Regions from separate parts of the Canis lupus genome. Here region 2 is linked to region 1. Evidence: chromatin contacts called from public Hi-C data. All regions are on one chromosome and are shown on one strand. The core of a region is the stretch at or near the end of the contact, and the rest is flanking DNA. Distances in the headings are between cores, read along the strand shown. Region 1 holds the start of LOC119877503 (C2 calcium-dependent domain-containing protein 4B-like). Region 2 has its middle 120 kb from the start of BCAS1.

Region 1 (2,862 bases), core at 97-2,596:
GGGAACGCAGCCCGTGCGCCGCCGGCTCGGGGATGGGCAGGACCCGGGGAGCCGGGCCGGGCGCGGGGGCGCGGGGGGCGCGGGGGGCGCGGGGGCGCGGGGGGGGCCGCGGCGGCGCCAGGCCCCTCCCCCGGCCCCGTAGACGCGCCCTCCGCCCGGCCCGTGGGGACGGTCCCGGCCATTGTTTGCGGGGGACGCCTGTTAGGGCGCATTGTTTTGGCTGCTCCCAAGTTGCCCCGGCCCCTCCCGGGCGCTCGCGGGGGGCCCGGCCGGCACACCCCGGGAGCCGCCCAACTTTCCCGGGGCAGCGCCCGCCCGCCCGCGCCCCGCAGCCCCGCGCCCCGCAGCCCGCGCAGAGCGGCCGCCCCCGCCCCCGCCCCCGCCCCCGGGCCCGGGATGCGAGCGCCGCTCGGACGCCCGCCCGGGGCTCGGCCGGCGGCGGAGGGGGCGCCCGAGAGGAGCCGCGCCGGCGGGCGGCGGGCGGCGGGCGGCGGGCGGCGGGCGGCGGGCGGGGGTCCCCGGGGCGGGGGCGGGGGCGGGGGGGGGCGGGCTCCCGGGGCCCCGGGGGGCGAGGCGCGGCGCGGCGCCCCCTTTACCTGCGGCTCCGGCTCCTCGGCCATTTCCTCGCTCGGCGGCGGCCGGGACTGAACTGACACCACACGAGCGAGCCGAGGTTTGAATGAGGAGGGGAGGGGGCGGGGAAGGCAGGAGGGAGGGGAGGCGACGGGGAGTTTCTCTCGGCCTTTTGTGCGGACACCTCCCGGCTTCCGCGCCCGCACCGGCCCCCCGAAAGCGGCGGGGGTCGCCGGGCGCGGGGCGAGGCCATCCCCCGGGCCCCGCGCCGCCGAGACCGCCCCCCGCACGGCGCCCCCCGCCCCCACCCGCCCCGCCCGGGGATTTGGGGGCCGGGCTCACCTCGGGCGCGGGGCTAAGGTGAGCGGGGCGGGGGTGCGCACGGGGCAGAGGCGCGGGCGCCCCCTACGCGTCCGCGCGCGGACAGTGCAGGCGCGGGGGGTCCCTAGGGCCGCCGGGGCGCGGCGCGTCCGGCGCAGGGGGACTGTTGGGTCAGAAAGTGCTCAGGGAGCAGCTGTTGCGCCCTCCCCCGGCCCCGCCGCTCCGCGACGCCCCGCCTCCTGCCTCCGCCGGCCGCGCGGCCCCGCCCCTCGGCCCCGCCCCCGGGCCACGTGGTCCGCGCAGGCGCGCCCCTGCCCCGCCCACCGCCGCGGACTCCGCCTCCGGGACGCCAGCGCGCGCCCCCGCGTTCCGGCCCGCGATGCCCGCGCACGCGCACGCGCGCGCCTCCCCCCCCCTCCCCCGCCCCGCCCCGCCCCGCCCCGCCCCCCCCATCCGGCTAAACGTGGCCCGCGCGCGCTCCGGCCGTTCCACGGACAGGTACGCGGGGAGGGGGCCCGGGGGCGGCGCGCAGGCGCAGGCGCAGACGCACGCCCCGGCCCCGGCCCCGCCGCCTCCCGCCTCCCGCGCAAGGTGTGCCCGGGCGAGGGAGGGGGTCCCCCCGCGTGCCCGCCCCGCGCCTCTGCACCCGGTTGGGGGCAGGTGAGAGGGCGGCCGGGCGCAGACGGTTTTTCGGATTTTCGCCGAGGGCGGGGGTGAGCGAGGTCGAGGAGCTGGACGCGATTAAAATGGCTCAATTACTACCTTCCTAAAGCTGTCCCGTAATTGTCGTGGTTTTTTTTTTTGTTTTGTTTTTTTTTGTTTTTTCCCTAAAAGCGCCCGACTTGCGCCGCTATTATAACTTGAGATTTCTGAACTTGGCCCGGGTTCCGAGCATCCACTTTGGCTTTGCTAGAAACCCACGTGGATGAAACCAGGCTTCCCAAATCCCCGGGGGAGGGGGGGGCCTGTGTCCCCCCATCTCGGCCCCCCCCCCAGGAGGAACCCTGGAAGCAACAATCACAACCACCAAGTTTTTGGCCCCAAAATGCAAACGAATGCAAATGTAAACAGAGCTCTGCAACTCAACACACAAAAACAGCCAAGTGGTGGAGGGTTTTTTTTGTTTTTTTGGGTTGGTTTTTTTTTTTTTTTTTTTTTTTATGGGATATGGGTGTATCCCAAATGGAAAAACTTAAAAACCTATCAAGAAAGGCCCTTAAAGTATATATTTAATAAATGGGGTGGGGGGTGGGTAGGGCGATATACATGCTCTGCCGGTGAGCAATCGAAAATGGAATTTGAGAGACAGCTTCTTAGCAGAGGGGAAGAATTTGCCAAGTGTGATGCTTTGCTGTCATTTTATATATAACTACTAACCCCACATATGGTCTGGTTAGTCTTTTTTTTTTAAAGGAAGTGAACCAATTACTTACAATTAATTAGCAGTGCCAGAAGTAAATTCTTTGGCCAGAACTCTCTTTTTTTTTTTTTCCCCCCCAACCACTCAAAATACACCGATGTTGATCATTTCTATTTCCAGCACCAGGGTTCCTTTTCTCAGGGAAGATAAATATCTTTCTTTAAAATATTTTTTAAGCCCCTATAGTCACATCCTAAAACGCAATCCCAGAGACGCTCTTCAACAAACAAGAAACTTCATTTAACTTAACCAAAACAAATGACTTGGAGCATTGCTACAAAACAAACTATGAGCAAGTGGAACCAGGTTGAGCCTCCACATTCGGTGTAGCCTCGCTCTACATGTTAATGGATAACCTTTGAACTCTGAAACCTTGAATGCTGTAAACACAATGGCACTGATAGCTAAAAATTCTAGTGTCAAAATTGGGCAAAAAGAAAAAAAAAATCCAAACTTTGCAGGAGGGGGATAGGCAAACAATCAAATGTTTTGACAAATAATCGCTCACTAAGAACAATGAGGCTTCTGGCTCTCAGACCTTGTTGCTA
Region 2 (3,010 bases), core at 354-2,853, 250 kb after region 1:
TATTTGTCATCCATCAGGACACTCTGAGGAGTGTGTGGGGTGGGATGGGTATGGCTGGTACTTAGGCACACGCTGCTGCCTAGGCACCCTGGGATGTGTGTGGGGTGGGGTGGAGGTTGCCAAGTGTTTCTCCCCAGTCCTTGGCTCATCACAAGGGCTCCATAAAGGCACATTGAGTGTATTTCATCAACAGATTCACAAGAGGTGGTAAGGAAAAGGGCGTGTTCCATTCAGAGAGACACCGAGTTACAAAACAACGACTTACAAAAATCACAGAGAGGAAGTCACAGGTGAGGTGAGGCCAACCCTCTTCCACAGGATTCCCTGGCTCAGGAAATACAAAGCTCCCTCCAGCAAGCACTGATAAGGAGAGGCTGAGCTCCAGGCCTCCTCGAGGGAGCTTGTGGCAAAGAGAGGATAAAATAGTACAGCTGGTGTTCACTGAACCTGTGCCGTGTGCCTTCGCTAAGCCTTCTACACGACACGCCTTGTCTTATTTATCCATTAAAGAAAGTGTGGTTATTACACAGAAAAGGACAATGAAGGTGCCCGAGACAAATCCCCCCCACTGCGTCACCGCCACCAGAGCCCAGACGGCAGCACATGCTGGTCTCTTTCCCAAAACATAGAGTGGAGTGATACTAGGTGTTTGCCATTAGACACCCCATTCATAAGGTTTCTTGAACATCTTAAGAAGAGCCATGAACACCCATTTAGAAATGGGCTTTTGGATCTCGTAAACAGTGTTCAGTGCACCCCAACAGGCAAAGGAAATAACCCAAGCTGCTAACAGTGCCTCAGCACCTCGCCCCTTGGATACATAAAAACAAATAAAAAACTATGCTCAGTAATGAATTAGCGGCGTTGAGGAGCCAAGAGCGGGGAATCCAATCAGCTGGGACTTCAGCCCCCTTCCGTAGGGGCAGGGACTGTGGCAGGAGGAGGAGGGGAGGGGGAGGAGGAGGAGGGGAGAGGGAGGAGGAAGAGGAGGAGGAAGAGGGGGAGGAGGGGAAATAGGAGGGGAGGGGAGGGGGAGGAGGAGGGGAGGAGGAGGAAGAGGAGGAGGGGGAGGAGGAGGGGAAATAAGAGGGGAGGGGGAGGAGGATGGGGAGGAAGGGGCGAGAGACAGAGAGAGAAGGGGGTTAGGCATGGGGTGTTGCCTGGTGGGAGGCGCGGGCAGCTGAGCCCGGGGTGCGAGGTCACCTCTGGTCCCCGCAGACACCCCTTGGCGGCCACCACCCTGCGGCTGCGGGGCAGGTGTCTGAGCTGCAAGCCGGTGTCCAGAGCCGCGCACGGAGCAAGGCCACGATCGCGGCGCTTCCCGGGGCGGCCCCTCCGGCAGGGCAGGCCCGACCCTCCGGGCGGCACGGATCGGATCGGATCCCACACGGTGTAGACACCCCCCCCCCCTCCACTTCTGGAGACTTCTGCAAAATGGTGCCTGCCCGTGTGGACGCGGGCCGCCGCCGACTGTCCCGGGGCGCGGGGTCCACCTCCCAGCTTTGACGACGTAGCCCTAAGGTGACCTGTATCAGCTGCACCTCCGATTGCTGCACACACACACACACACACACACACACACACGTATCACTGGAAGCAAAAAAGAGGTGCCCGGGAGCGTGCAAAGCTCCCCGCCCGGAGCGTTGGGCTCGGGCGCCCTCTGCCGGGCGAGGCGGGGGGGGGCGGGGCGCGGGGGGGCGGGGCTCCCGGGAAGCCCCAGGGGCCCCTCCTGCCGGGACGGGCATCCTCCAGGGCACCTGCCCCCACCCCCTGACCCCTCCGGGCCCCTTCAGGCCGCGCCCGCCGGAACCGCCCTGGACCTGCCTGCAAGCGAGCCGCTCACTAGCCCAGAACTGCCCAGTGCTTCTTCTCCTGCGGGTTTTACCCCCTGTTCCCACTACTGGTGGGTTTGCCAGGTGCCAGGGAATCTTGCTGAAAAAGCAGGGGGATTGCTGACTGGGCCAAGGTTTGCATCAAGACCCAGCGGTCTGGGTCCCCGGGAAGTCCTGGCGAGCTCCGTGGCCAGGTGCGCTGTCCTTGTTCAGGGGTCTTTGCCCAACCGGGACACTTTGGGCGTGAAAGGAGGTGCTGCCAATGCTCCTGCGGGGTCAATAGGTGTGATCCAGGAGTGTTGAAGGCAAGTCAGATGATCAGCCCAGCATGGTCCAAAAGGAACTTTGCACAATGACAAAAATGCTCTAGATCTGTGCTGTCCGCCATACGGTAGCCACTAGCCACATGGGGCTATTGAGTTGGGGCCAGTGCAACCGAAGAGATGAATTTGCAGCTTCCTCAACTTTTCCTTTTTTTAAAAAAATATTTTATTTATTTATTCATGAGAGAAACAGTGAGAGGCAGAGACACAGGCAGAGGGAGAAGCAGACTCCATGCAGGGAGCCCAACTTGGGACTCAATCCCAGGTCTCCAGAATCACGCGCTGAGTTGAAGGCGGTGCTAAACCACAGAGCCACCTGGGCTGCCTTTCCTCAACTTTTCCTAATCTAAATTTAAGTTTAAATAGTTGCATGTGTCTAGTGGTTAGGGTATGGGATAGTAGAGCCCTGGTCATATTATTCAGAGGCAGAGACCTGGATGACAGCAGAGAAGGCCCTCAAGGCACAGGACTTGCTGAGAGGGGTTCTCAATAAGAATTTCTTGAATAAATTAGAACTCAGTCATCAGGTCATTCGTGATTTGTGGAGTTATCTTAAATTTATTAAGGAAAAAATATTACGGAAAAATCCAGAATGTCCATGGAGTGCATTCATGTCGAGTCAATAAGAATTTGTTCAACAAATAAAAAGCTCCGTAATCAAAAGCCACTGAGCTCTGTCTCCATGGTGGTGAAAATTCAGACCACTGCTTGGAGATTTCCAGGAACTTTAAAAAACACAGCTCCTCTAGGGAGAGCCAGGAGCCCAGTGACAATTCTCCTGTCACATTTCCAAAGCCAACCCCAGCTCTTGAGTGTCACCTTGGCATGTGGCATTGGGATCAGCAGTTGGAAAGA

The links. Hi-C and Micro-C count contacts between places; a contact is called where the count stands out from the background.
Region 2: a Hi-C map of liver shows a contact between it and region 1, with 2.0 times the contacts expected there. The contact joins the enhancer-like site here to the promoter of LOC119877503 in region 1. A contact is called at or near these places in 4 of 9 Hi-C or Micro-C datasets (blood, liver and tumor fibroblasts).

What each region holds. Positions count from the first base shown.
Region 1 is chr24:40,099,151-40,102,012 of UU_Cfam_GSD_1.0, forward strand. It overlaps LOC119877503 (C2 calcium-dependent domain-containing protein 4B-like), which reads right to left and starts at 1,347. Exons shown (of 3, transcript XM_038573000.1): 1 at 1,329-1,347; 2 at 597-910. The coding sequence starts at 1,347.
Region 2 is chr24:40,346,023-40,349,032 of UU_Cfam_GSD_1.0, forward strand. No RefSeq gene overlaps it. Among named protein-coding and RNA genes, the nearest start is that of BCAS1, 120 kb to the right of the region's middle. Within about 2 kb of position 1,604, at least 10 of the 20 cell types and tissues checked have an H3K27ac peak or open chromatin away from gene starts, as enhancers often do. A contact at or near this core is called in blood and liver, where this site is marked.